2 separate regions of the Ovis aries genome follow, and region 2 is linked to region 1. A link is a contact called in public Hi-C data. All regions are on one chromosome and are shown on one strand. Each heading gives the region's core, a stretch centred on a gene start, on an enhancer-like site or on the middle of the called end of the contact. The rest is flanking DNA. Distances are from core to core; before and after follow the strand shown.

Region 1 (7,144 bases), core at 1,078-3,577:
TTAGTAATTTCGCTTTCATGCAATACATATGTACCTCAAACATTACCCAGTTGATTTACATGTCATTTTGTATTTTCATTAATTTATGTAGTTGTTTCCAATTAGACCTCTGCTCCTCAGGTCTCTTTTTTTTTTTTGCATTCCTGAGTGCCTAGGTTCATAGTAAGTAAAGATAAATATTTATATAACATGAATGAATCAGCCAGCTAATTATAGGCCATGAGGTACCTTGACATGAAACTCAACTTGACCACTACTAAAAATTTTTCTCCTATGGGTGCAATACTGCATTTGGTTTCCTTAATTTTTTTTTTTTTTTTTTTTTACTAATTGACATTTCTAGGTTATTTTCTAAAGGCAAGTATAAGTTTCTGAGTATGTACTCTGAGAGCATCAGTATGTAACTCTGTGGTCAGGGTAGACCGATTTTGTGATGTCATTCTCAAAGTTTCCACTGTATGATGGAGTCCATTTGCTCTAACCGCAAGTTAGAGTGTCTTGTTTTCTACCATACCTGGAGATTGTAACCCAAGGAATGTCCAAAATGGTGTATCAAATTAAGGAAGCTTCAAAAATGTTTATTACCAGGGATCTCTTTTTTGAATTATTTGTAAACCAGCATCATCAAAAAGTGCGTATCAAGCACTGACATCCTGAGTACTCTACCTGAGTATATCCCCCAGTACCGTACCAGTTAAGCTGCAATGCCTACGCAGACCCAATCGATGTAATACCCGATGTCCTATTTTTACAGGAGTCTTTTCAATTCTGTTATTTTATTTGTCTATAATTCTCTTTGATTTAAAATTGAATATGACTTTTAGTTATTGTCCATTCCTTTATCACTTTTAATTTTTACCATACAATCCTGAAAAAAGCATTTTCTTGGATACTTTCTCCCTGCCTTGCCCTTTCATGTTTACGTGAACTAGCCAAGTTTCATGTCCAAACCATCCTTTCTTTCTGTGAAAATATAGATGTATTAAAGTATCACCAGATAAGACATAATGGTATTATAGCTTTTACATTGCAAGAGGGCTAGGGGATGTGATCTAAAACATAAGTGAAGATTTTATTCACAATAGAGAATGTTGGGTTATTTTGTTAGTAACCGAGTCCAGCTATGTTGTGTGGTTTTGAGAAAATTATTTCATGTTTCTGAGTTTCCATGTCCTTAAAATATGGTGAGGATTAGAAATAATATCTGTTGAGCATCTTGCAAAGCTGAAATAGACTAGGCACTAAAAATGGCAGCTAATAGCAGAATCTACAGCTGTAAGAAAATGAGAGAAATAATTTTGTCTAAGCTTGGTATATATGTGACATTCACATTGCCCTTTGACATTTGTATTGCTTACTGCAGACGCTGCTAGTTGGTCAGCAGCTTTTTCATTGAGTCTGGATGCAGCTTTAGGATTATTTAAAAGCAGCCATTGCCGATTAACCAAAGCAGGAAAATGAGTTGAAATCCAGTTTCCATCTCTCATGTAGCCCAGGCCTTTAGTATTATGGAAGAGAAAACTGAGGCTCAGATAGGCTATGCGATTTCCTCACAGTGACACGTTTAGTGAGTGGTCAGAACCCACATTAGAAGTCAGAACTCTTAATTCAGTTCTTCCCCACTGCAAGACCTTTTCATTCATCTTCTTTTATAATAACCAGAGTTGGGATTCGGTATCAGTTGCCATCTTTTTTCTTGAGCAAATAAATTGATTCATGATTTTCATATTTATTAGTTTACTCAAATGAGCTCCACTGACCGCTTTACACTGGAGATTTTATGTGATTTTTAAAAGCCATACTGTTTGATTCAAACCTTCTGTTCTATTGGCTTTCAGAAAACAAAAAGCCTGAGGGTCAGCAGATGTTGAAGGAAGCATCATTAATGTAAACAATTAGATAATTAAGAAGAGATTTCCAAAGCAAGAGTAACTTCAAACATTTTCCATGTACTCTCCTTTGCTCATTTAACCTTTTTTTTTTGTTGTTGTTTTTCCTGGTATGGATATTATGCTGTAAATTTTGTGTTGGAGTCCACTGAAGCTGGCAACAGTTAATCCTTCTTTTTACTGCGGACATGCTCATGCTTGCTGACAGCTACGAAATTAATTTGGATTTACTTAGCTAAAGGAAAAACAGGATGAGAAAAGACAATATGAAGTCTCTTTTTCTCATCACTTATGCCTCCACCCCCACTGTTTTTTGTTTGTTTTAGTTACTTTTCCAAATATTCTCTCATTTTTCCCATGTTCTGTGTTCACTTAAGCAAAGCTGCTAATAGCACAGATGACAAACAGGAGTTCCAGAAGTGCTGACTCATCACAGCAGAAGTCCAGTGGTTTGGCAGGAGACTTCACTTCAAAATGTTGAGGCTGGCCATTTTCAAAGTAACTCCACAGCAGCAGATGTCACTGTTGGTCTATTTTAACTTTGGGGTGCTTGACAAATAGTGTTTGCACATGAGCACATGAGCCCAGTAATCCCAAATTTTAGTTACCATAGTCTTGTGGGACACTTCATGCTTGTTTTTAGCACGAATATAAGGGCCAATTTCTTACGCTTGGAACCTAATATAATTACACAGAACTTTTTTTTTGAGATATAGTGTCAATTACATTAAACATTTAATGTTATGATTATGTTTATACCAGTGCCACTTTCCTTTTCTAATAGAGATCTCTTCCACAATGTCCAAATTTTCTTTGTTTTTTCCCTCTTTCTGCATGTCATTCCTTAAGCATGGGAGAGCTTTTACTTTTCTGCTCAAACATGCTTGCCTGTTCATGCATAAATCATGTGTAAGTCTTATATTCTCTAAGATACTTCAACATTAATATTCTTGCTGTTAACTACAGTGCCATTGACATTCACTTTTCTGAGTAAAGAAGTGGTGTCAGTTATTTCCCTACTGTCTCTGTGTCCTCCTTTTTGCCTCTATTCTGTGATGCTAGGCCTATGACTCTGCAAACTCCATTCCTCAGATTTCTTCGCTGCATTCTTGACAGCATTAGGGTGGGCTGCAGTCCATGGGGTTGCGAAGAGTCGGACATGACTTAGCGACTTCCCTTTCCCTTTTAAAAGTATTGGAGGTGAGTAGCAGGAAAGGATGTAAGACTTCCTGCTTTTGAATTTGAACCATTCTTCTTGGCCTCAGTTCCAAAATGGCACTTTTCCTGAGCATCAGCTAGTGGCCACAGCTGTGGAAGCGACTCCAGCCTCCAGCTCCTTGTGGCTCTTCCAGAGCTAGTCTCATTGTATTCCCTCAGAGGAATTAGCCCCAGCTAGACCAAGCCCCTTCCTTAAAGCATCAAATCTGGGCACTTGTTCTAGTTCTTAGGTTCTGCTTTTCCCCTGCTTTCCCCTTTTGGTCCCCTAAGCTCAGGCATTGTAGCTGCCTCCTGGGTTAACTCAGTGTTACCTTTTTGCTCTTTCTGCCCTGTAACACATGTGAAGACAATTCTTTCCATCAAATCTGTTCTGTTGAAATCCCTTCTGTGTGGTTTTTTGACAAATATTTGATGCTTTTGAACTGTGTTGTTGGAGAAGACTCTTGAGAGTCCCTTGGACTGCAAGGAGGTCCAACCAATCTATCCTAAAGGAAATCAGTCCTGGATGCTCATTGGAAGGACTGATTTTAAAGCTGAAACTCCAATACTTTGGCCACCTGGTGAAGAGCTGACTCATTTGAAAAGACCCGGATGCTGGGAAAGATTGAAGGCGGGAGGAGAAGGGGATGACAGAGGATGAGATAGTTGGATGGCTTCACCGACTCAATGGATGTGGGTTCGGGTAAACTCCGGGAATTGGTGATGGACAGGGAGGCCTGGCATACTGTGGTTCATGGGGTCACAAAAGTTTGGACAGAACTGAGTGAACTGAACTGATATATATACACACACACACACACACACATATGTAATAGATATGTCATATATATCCTTTGCCTCCCAGGTGGCTCAGACGATAAAGAATCTGCCTGCAATGCCGAAGACCTGGCTTTGATCCCTGGATTGGGAAGATCCCCTGGAGAAGGGAATGGTTAACCACTTCAGTATTCTGGCCTGGAGAATTCCATGGACAGAGGAGCCTGGCAGGCTATAGTCCATGGGGTTGCAAAGAGTCACATGTATATCACATGCATCATCACATATACACCACACATATCGTATATATAGCATATATATCACATATATCATATGTACCATCATGAACGTATCACATGGTAGAGGATGTATATCACATACATTTTCACTATGTGGTATCAAACATGCCATGTAAAATGTATAACGCCTCCACCATCGAAAGCAAAAGTGGGTGTTAACATTGATAGTGATATCTCCTTGAAAAAATATTTAATCATTGCCAGTGGAGTTCTAATTAGGTTTTATCCTAGTTTATACTCCATTTTACAGAAAGCACACCAGACCAGGAGAGATGAAGAGACTTGCTCCAGGTCTTACAAGTGAGTGGTTAGAAACCCGGAGCAGAACTGAATCTAATTTTCTTTCCTTTTCCTCAAGCTGACTTAGTTGCTCATGACTACATGTATTCCGTGCAAGGGTTTGTTCCCTTTTGGCCAGAAATGAGCATAAATAACATAATTAATCTAGGTTTCTTTAAATTAATAATGTATTAACATATTATACTGAGAACTTTCATTTGGAAGGACAGTGTTGGAGAACTTGTTGCCTTTTGAAAGTCAATTACTTTCTTATACTGCACATCTACTCATTCATTTATATTCTGTCAATTAGCTTATGATATATGTATTAACTTTTAATATATATTAATGTGAGGTAATGACATGTGTTAATGCGTTAGTATCACTTTTGACTGTCTTAGATCTGTTCTCGGAGAGAGAGAAAAGAACCATAGACTGTTGAAGACATCCAGATTACCTAATTCAGTGGTTCGCACACCATTGTATGTACATTAGAACCATTTGGGAACTTGAAAATGCCTATGTCAGCACCCACTCAGATCAATGGCATTGGAATCTCTGGGCATTGACACCAATGCCCACTGCAGACTAATCATACTGTAATCTCTGTAGGTGAGGCATCCAGTATTGAGGACCATTTGAACAGAAGTTGGCAAATATTTTCTGTAAAGGACTGGATTGTAAATATTTTTGGCTTTGGTAGTATCTATAACATATCCGGCCTTATGAACACAGCTACTCGACTGTGCCATTTCAGCACACAAGTAGCCACAGATAAACAAATGAACATGCCTGTGTTCAAATAAAACTTTATTTATGGACACAAATTTGAAATCATACCTTCTTGACCCCTGATCTCAAATAACTTCTCATTTCTTTAAAAAAGAATTCAGCTTTATTGAGGTGTAAGTGACCTTTAAAGTGGTAAGATATTTAAAATGTACATTGTGGTGATTTGGCATACATTTACATTGTGAAAGGATTCCCCCATCTATGCAGTTAATTACCACAAAGGTCACCTCACCTATTTACCTTTTTATGAGGACATTTAAGTTCTACTCTGTCAGCAGATTTTAATTATACAATACCGTGCAATCCACCCTAGTCACCATGTTGCACGTTAGATCCTCAGACCTTATTCATTTTTTAGCTGAAAGTTTATACTGTTTGACCAAGCTCTCTCTACATCCTCCACCCCCTAGCTCCTGGTGACTGTTTTTGAATTCTCTGTTTCTATGTGTTTGGCTTTTTATGTTTCAAGATTGCACATATAAGTATGCCATGTGGTATTTGTCTTTCTAGTGCCCTTAAGTTACCCACAGTTACATAGTTGCAAATGGCAGGATTCCCTTTTTCATGGCCGAGTAATATTCCACTCTGTGTGTGTGTGTGTGTGTGTGTGTGTGTGTGTGTGTGTGTGTGTGTGTGTGTGTTTCATATCTTCTTCTTTATTCACTCCTTCACTGATGCACACTCAAGTTGTTCCATCTTGGCTGTTGTGGATATTGCTGCAGCGAACATGGGAGTGCAGAGATACCTTTGATATCTGTTCATTTCCTTTGGAAACCTCTACTTTTTGACTTACTCTTCCAATTTTTAAATGTTAGAAACTAACTGCAAAAAAAGTCTAAAATACTATGTAAGTCAAACTGAACATGTGTTTGGTCTAGACCCAGCTTACCATATCTCTGCATAGTCTGACCCGCAGAAAAATCAAGGGAGAGATGTGTGTGGAACCTGGGAAAGGAACTACATTTTCAAAGAGATTGTGTGTGAGGGAAATGTCATCTGTAAAGGAGGGATGGAGGGTTGAGCTTGGGAGTAGAGTGGTGATGAGTTGCTTAAGGAGTCAGGGGAGATCAGGCCTCCCTCTATTAACATACTTATTATATGAAGGAATAACTTTTATTTGGATAATGCTAAAGTGTTTTATAATATTGTGCCTTTTCTCATGTCCATGTCTTTATAGTTATTGTCAGGAAACAAGCCTACAAGAACCATATATAGATGATGAAAATTATTAAAGCTAACTGTCTGGGACATGAGGGTGGGGGAAAGACAAGAATGTGGGAGCTGGTTGGGAGTAGAGAATAGGCCTTGGAGGTGAAGATACTGATCTGTAAATGGAGTGAAGTGGACTTAGATGAGTATGGGGAGAAAATACCTCATGAGTGATATTCAATACTTAGAACAGAAAGGGAGAACTGGGGCTAGACAAAAGTGGAGAATAGCCAGGAATCAAGTCCTGGTGGGCTGGGAGGTGACTTGGCAGTTTGGGTCAAAGTAGAAGCCAAGGTGAGATACTGAACTGGGTGGCCAAGATCAGAGCCAGAACTATTGAATACAGAGCCAGGGATCTGGAGGCAGTTTGGAAGGATCTGCAAGGAGGACTATGCCAGGAATATATACCCCCTGGTATGGGCGTTTTCGAATGGGAAAACTGTTGAGTTCATAATACATATTATGTAACATAGTAATTCTTCATTGGATATCCTTTAAGTTAATGTTGAATTAGGAGTTAAACAAATTTAAAATCTGGAATTTTGTCTTAAAAAATGAAAACATCCAAACATACCATCTTTCCAACAAATGTTTTTTAAACAGATCTTTCAGCCAAGTTGCTTAAGAACAACAGTTGACTAGAACTGCACGTCTTCAAACTGTCTACTGCAGAATGGAAACAGGAACCTCTGGGAATATCTA
Region 2 (6,540 bases), core at 4,040-6,539, 310 kb after region 1:
TATATTTAATCAGACCAGCTGGCTTACCCAAGAGCAGCTTTTCTTCCCAGTCTCTTATCAACGCATCATTTTAATCCATGTTTCAGTGTCAGCATTCCCCAGGGATCTGTCCTTTTCTCTTTACTCTTACAGGCAATACTCTCATCACTGGCCCTTATTCATATCATGTCTATCTAATGCTAGTAGCTCCATGTATATATGCAATGTAAATCTTTCCTGAGAGTTCAAGAATTGCCTGTGTAAATGTTTAGCTCACTATCTTCACTTGGATTTCAGAAGTACTTGTAGCAAGTGCCTGCACGAGCGCTCAGTCGCTCAGTCGTGTCCGATTCTGTGACGCTATGGACTACAGCCCTCCAAGCTTCTCTGTCCATGGAATTTTCCAGGCAAGAATACTGGAGCGGGTTGCCATTTCCTACTCCAGGGGATCTTCCTGACCCAGGGACTGAACCCGCATCTCCCGCATTGACAGAGAGACTCTACCACTGTGCTACCTGAGAAGCTTATGATGAGTTTATGTAGCTCATTATGTTTAAAAATTACAATAGTTATATCTCAAAGCTGATTTATGTTCTGTATTTGCTCTCTCAGGCAAGAGCCTCATCATTCATCGCCCTAGACAGGCCAGAAACCTGGTGGTGATTCCTGTCATCCCTCTCTCCCTTACCATGCCAGAATCCTCATTGCTAATATTTTGAATTTTGCTTCCTGAATGTTCCTCATTGCCCATACCTCTTGCTCCATCTCCACTGTCACTGTCCTAGTCCACAGTATCATTACTTCTCAACTGGGTTCCTTCAGTAGACTCCTAAAAGGTTTCCAGGCACCCGTTCTTGCCTTTCTCTGATCCATTCTTCCCAGGAGAGCCAGAGTGATCAATCTGCAATATAAACCTGAATACATCACCTCACCCTCACCCATCAACCAACACAACAGAGACACACACACACACACAGACACACACAGACACACACACACACACACATCCTTTAAAAGCTTCAGTGGTATCTTGTAGGATCAAGACAAAATTATTAACAGTCTATGAGGACTCTGACATGACCTGACTTCTTACCTTTTTCTCAAGCTTCATTTTGTTATTCTCTGCTCGACACACAATGTCTTTCTGTCCCTTTCCTAAACCACGCTCCCCAGCCTGTTAAAGGCCATTTGCATTTCTTCTGCCTGGTGTACCAGTACTCACCTTTTAGAGCTCTGTTCAGCGCTGCATCCTCATGAACTCCTCTTGGACTCCTCACCCTTCATTACCTCCCAGATTAGATAAAGTGAAGTGAAGTCGCTCAGTCGTGTCTGACTCTTTGCGACCCCGTGGACTCTAGCCCACCAGGCTCCTCAGTCCATGGGATTCTCCAGGCAAGAATACTGGAGTGGGTTGCCATTTCCTTCTCCAGAGGATCTTCCCAACCCAGGGACTGAACTCGGATCTCCCGCATTTCAGGCAGACGCTTTAACCTCTGAGGCACCAGGGAAGCTCCCCAGATTAGATAGCATCTCCCATTAAGAATTTTCTCGGCACCTTGTATTCTTTTCCTTATAGCACAAATCATGATGCTTTCTATAATTATATGATTATTTGATTAATGTCAGTCTTCTCTATTAATTAAAGGACAGGGGGCTATTTACAAGGATCAACATATTACTTAGTATTTGTGTTTGTTTGAAATACATTCATTGGATGAATGATGAGAAAATAAATACTGTATAACTGAAAATGTATATTTAGAGAATATTAATGCTTGATTTATGTACTAGTGTGAAGCACATCTCATTATTACTATGGTATTATGATTACTGTTTGTATTTGCATTACTGAATAGAAAACATATCAGAAGAAATGATTCTATCCACAAAAGCAATAAGATCTGTAAAATAAGGTAAAGTGGGAATAATTGCTTCTTTTTTTCACATAGAGAAACTTGGTATTTGAAAAATGCAGTTCTTTTTCCTAAATCAAAGCATAAATTAAGTACTATCTTACTCAAAATCCCTGTATGATGCTAAAAGCCTGAAGCGTGACAAAACCACTTTGAAGCTCATTGGAATAAAAAATATGCAAGAAAAGTGATAAGGAATCTCCCCCAAACAGAAACGGTGAGTAAGAAAGTCATTGTTCCTATTAGATATGAAAAATAATAAAAAGTTACTGACTGTGATGAAAGAAAAGTATTTAGACATGAATCTATAGTACAATTTAATGTATAATTAAATTGTTGTTCAGTCACTAAGTTATGTCTAACTCTATGTGACCCCATGGACTGAAGCACACCAGGCTCCTCTGTCCTTCACTATTAATTCAATAAATGGTGTTACAGTTACTTGATAGACATTCAACATTTTAAAGAATGGTTTCCTCCCTTAGTCCTTAAACCAAGACATATTCCCAATGGACCGAATATTTCCATTTTTAGAAAAATCCCTAAATGTAGTATTTGCATAAGATATTTTCAGTAGTTTAATAATCTTGGAAATTTTAAAATATTGAACAATAAGATTCCAAAATTTAAAATCTACATTTTTAATCTTACTATAAAATTCTCAATAAGTGGGCTTAAGAGCTTGTTCAAATGGGGAAAATTTTTTGTAGTAACTATGACAGAAAAGACTTCATATTCTTTACTTGCCAAAACACTCCTTAAAAATCAGTACAAAAAAATTGATATATAGCTAATTCAGAAAGGCATAATATAAAGGCCAATAAACATGTGGAAAATATGTAATGTCATTAGAAATAAAAAATGCAATCAAAACAGTAAGATATTAAATTCTATCAGAATTTAACAAATACTAAAATATCTGATTGTGTTAGGCGTACAAGAAGATGCAGGAAAACACTCATGTACACTTCTGCCTGTTGTTCTCACTGGACATGGAAAGTATAGTTAACATCATGTTATTAAAGTGGTTTACTTACAGTTCCTATAAATGTGAGTAGATATTGCCACCAGAAGTGATTTGGGGGCAGGAGAAATAACAGGATATACTGGGATATCTTCTAGGACCATGAACTTTAATAGATGATGAGCACATTAAAATATCATTTGTAAAAGTTACAGACACAAATATAAAATAGAACAGAACTTAGAATTCGCATAACACACTCAATTTCACAGTAGTGACCAGTTAATTTACATGTGTGCTCACTCAGTTGTGTTCCACTCTTTCTGACCCCCTGGACTGTAGCTGGCCAGGCTCCTGTGTCCATGGGATTTCCCAGGCAAGAATACTGGAGTGGGTTGCCATTTCCTTCTCCAGGGGATCTTCCTGACCCAGAGATTGAACCTGTGTGTCTCTTGCATTGCAGGCAAATTCTTACCACTGAACCACCAGGGAAGCCCAATTAATTCACACTACTGCCTGAGAATCTGCTGTGAATGCATGTTTTGCTTGCGTAGTTAATGTAAGAACATTGGTACATATATTTTGTTTGGAATGTAGTATCCTGTTGATGCTACAGGAAGACATCCTATGCTTTGGTGTTATGGTTTTATAATTTTGTGGGTAAAATAGACCAATATAGCAACTGAATTGAGTAAATAAGTAGTGATAGGTGATGTAAATAAAGTATGGATAGTGGAACCACAGAACTAAGCCATCTAAAGTAGGCTGAGGATTTGAAGAGGAGGAGGAGCAAGGAAGACAATCTGGAAAATATTTTCCCCAATGAGTTTTGAAGGATAAAGACAGTGTCTTGAGCAGTGAAGGTACACCAGATGTAAAGAACATAAATGAGGGCATGCAGTTCTTAAGAGATGTGGCTTGTTCAGGGAACCCCATGTAGGCTGTCATGGGGATTGTTTGGAAATAAAGCAGAAAGGGGAACCATGAAAGTATGTCAAGCTAAAGAGATTAAAAATTATTCTGAAGAAGTCTTTTTTTCTCGGGTAACTATTTTTGGTTCTCAGCTGGGTTAGTGTAATCATATTCTCCAGAGGGGCCTTGGAAATATGTGTTCATGGTTGTAACAATTGGGAAATATTCTAGGCATTTTGTGGTTGGACTAATGACGTTGAATATCTTGCATGCAGACCAATCCCTTTGAACAAAATCTAAACCACCCGAAATATCAATATAATCTTTATTGCAAAATACTGAAGTTTTAAGCAAAGAAGATACATGTTGTGATTCGTATATTGGAGAGATCACCTTGGCAGCATTACTCAGGGAAAATTTTTAACCTGAGTGAAACTGACAATGGAGAGGTTAGAACAAAATTGGAGAAAATGAAACAGGGAATGAGAAGTCAATGTAACTGAAGATGGAGAAAGAGATGAACTCGAAGGTATGTAAGAAATAGAACCAACAAACTCTGATTCAAGAGTGAGAGAGTGAGGCAGCAAGAGATTTATAGGAGCCATCACATCAAGGAGTTGTTAAAGCTTTGGGTGGAAATGGAATCACTCAAGAAGGATGTCAGAGGAGAGCAGTGAGCCAGAGCAGATACTGGGAAATGTTGCTGTTTAAGGGGAAAAGAGAGAATGAAAAGTTGTTTTCCTATTACTAGGAATATTATTTCTTGGTTATAGTGTCCTGAACCTTGGTTGTTAAAGGTATGAGATGAACTCTGGAAAAGCTTGCCAGAAGCCTTCCTTGGTGCTTGTCAATAAAGTAGTTCCTCATTTTTACACTTTCATGACTAAATTCAAGAATACCAATAGAAAGACATATGAAGAAAGATGAACGTTCCGGTTGAAAATCAATCTAAACAAAGACACCAGTAAGACCATTATAATAAGGAACCCTGAAGATGAAATTGTACTAATTAAGCATAATCCTATATAATTCATGCTTTTAATTCTCGGCTGGATTTTATTTTGATGCCTTTAACAAACACTTCAAAAGATACTTAATTCATATAGATGTCTTACCATGGGACTCTCTTATAAGTTAAAAAAAAATCAAAACCAAAAAAAGTGCGTTTATTTTTTCAAGGAAATGATTCACCGCAATTTAAGGAGTGTGTAACAAAGGCCCATGTATATAAGCAATTATGGTTAAATGCCATCAATACTATATGAAATTGGTCTGCACATATGTGAAATAAAATAAATGTGGCTCCATATGGTAAATAGAGGAAGGTAGAACTGCAATGTGAACAATTTTCCCAAGAGTTGAGACTGTTATGAGATAGATCTTATAATGAGAGGCAGCTGGAGGTACAGAATGACCACAATTGTTAGTCACTTTAATGAGAAAAAAATGCAACAGAAATTGAAGACATCTGTAGTCCAAATGTAAGCCCTGAAGATTCAGATAGGAAGCTGCAGTCCAAGCCCCTCCCAGAGACATCTGACAAGTTTCTCTGTGTAGTGCTGGGCTCTGTGGGTTCTTTCAGCCTTGACTCCTTCAAGTCCGTGCTCTTGCTGATGCCACGGAGGAAAGTTTCCAGGTGGTTTAAGTTCAAGACAGGATGTGAAAATCAGACCCAAATCATTTTTATCAACAGCACAAATGATAAGCCCCCTTCTGTTTCGTTTCCTCCGTCTCCTCCTCCTCTGTCTCCCATGAATTAATCACCGAATTAATCACAACCTTAGTCCTCAAAATTAAACCCTCCTTTTCTTAAACCGCTAAGAACCACAGGATGCCAAATCCGACTCTTGGTGATGCTTTCTCCCCATCACCCCTCTCCCCACAGACGCACTGTACTGTCCTTTTCCCCTTTCCTCTGGAAGCTTTGCTCCCTAATGGTTTTGTTCTGGAGCCAGATGATTTCATCGACCATCTGTATAAGGACACTTTCCAAATCTACTTAGCCGCCCCTGACCTAGTATACTCCAATCAGCCACACATTTTATCATGTTCAACCACCCTTCCAAATGAATCACTGTCATGGTGAACTGCCACGTAGAGGGTGGTGAGTAAGACTGGAGTTGTGTAACTTTCCACTGAGCTCGTCTGTGTTAAGTAGAAACATCTCTCCATGACTTCTGATGTCCTTCTTTTGCTGTCCTCATTTTCCCCTCTTAACCCAATTTTCCCAGCAAGTATGTCCACATTCTGTGAGTCTTTTCTCAGTCTAGTCTTTGAAAATAAATGTGCTCCTTTCCGTGCCAAGGTTCCTTAGTCTCATCCTCTTCTTCCCCACAATGTCCACTCATCCTTCTTCCTTCCATAGTAGGTTTTGTAAGTATCTCCTCTTCGGCTGTAAAATCCGATTCTGTTTCACTTGACTTCCCTTGACCTTGTGCATTCCTCAAGCAAAAGCCTTCCAATATTTAAAAGGTTTATATGGGTTTACATTGAGATGCAGATTAAGGGGAAAAAAAAAAAGGGACAAAGCCTATTGCTTTGCTAAGCTCTTTGGTCCAGACTTTACTTCCAGCCTATTTCTTACACCACCACATGAAACCCATGCTTCATCTGAAACCAGGCTAATATAAGCTGCCAAATATTTCACATAGCCTGTCCCAAGGGCCTCCAAGTAGATATGATGGTTCCTTTCTTGTGTCCTTAAGTGCCTTAGATCTCTCTAACACAACTTACTACTTTGAGTCTTGTGATAGGTTATTTTCTAAATTTCAT

The links. A called contact is a pair of places that touch in the nucleus more often than the background predicts.
Region 2: a Hi-C map of tail adipose tissue shows a contact between it and region 1, with 2.9 times the contacts expected there. The contact joins two enhancer-like sites. A contact is called at or near these places in 2 of 16 Hi-C or Micro-C datasets (skin fibroblasts and tail adipose tissue).

Annotation. Positions count from the first base shown.
Region 1 is chr2:120,043,509-120,050,652 of ARS-UI_Ramb_v3.0, forward strand. No RefSeq gene overlaps it. Among named protein-coding and RNA genes, the nearest start is that of WDR75, 81 kb to the left of the region's middle. Within about 2 kb of position 2,328, at least 7 of the 54 cell types and tissues checked have an H3K27ac peak or open chromatin away from gene starts, as enhancers often do. A contact at or near this core is called in tail adipose tissue, where this site is marked.
Region 2 is chr2:120,347,997-120,354,536 of ARS-UI_Ramb_v3.0, forward strand. No RefSeq gene overlaps it. Among named protein-coding and RNA genes, the nearest start is that of COL3A1, 52 kb to the right of the region's middle. Within about 2 kb of position 5,290, at least 10 of the 54 cell types and tissues checked have an H3K27ac peak or open chromatin away from gene starts, as enhancers often do. A contact at or near this core is called in tail adipose tissue, where this site is marked.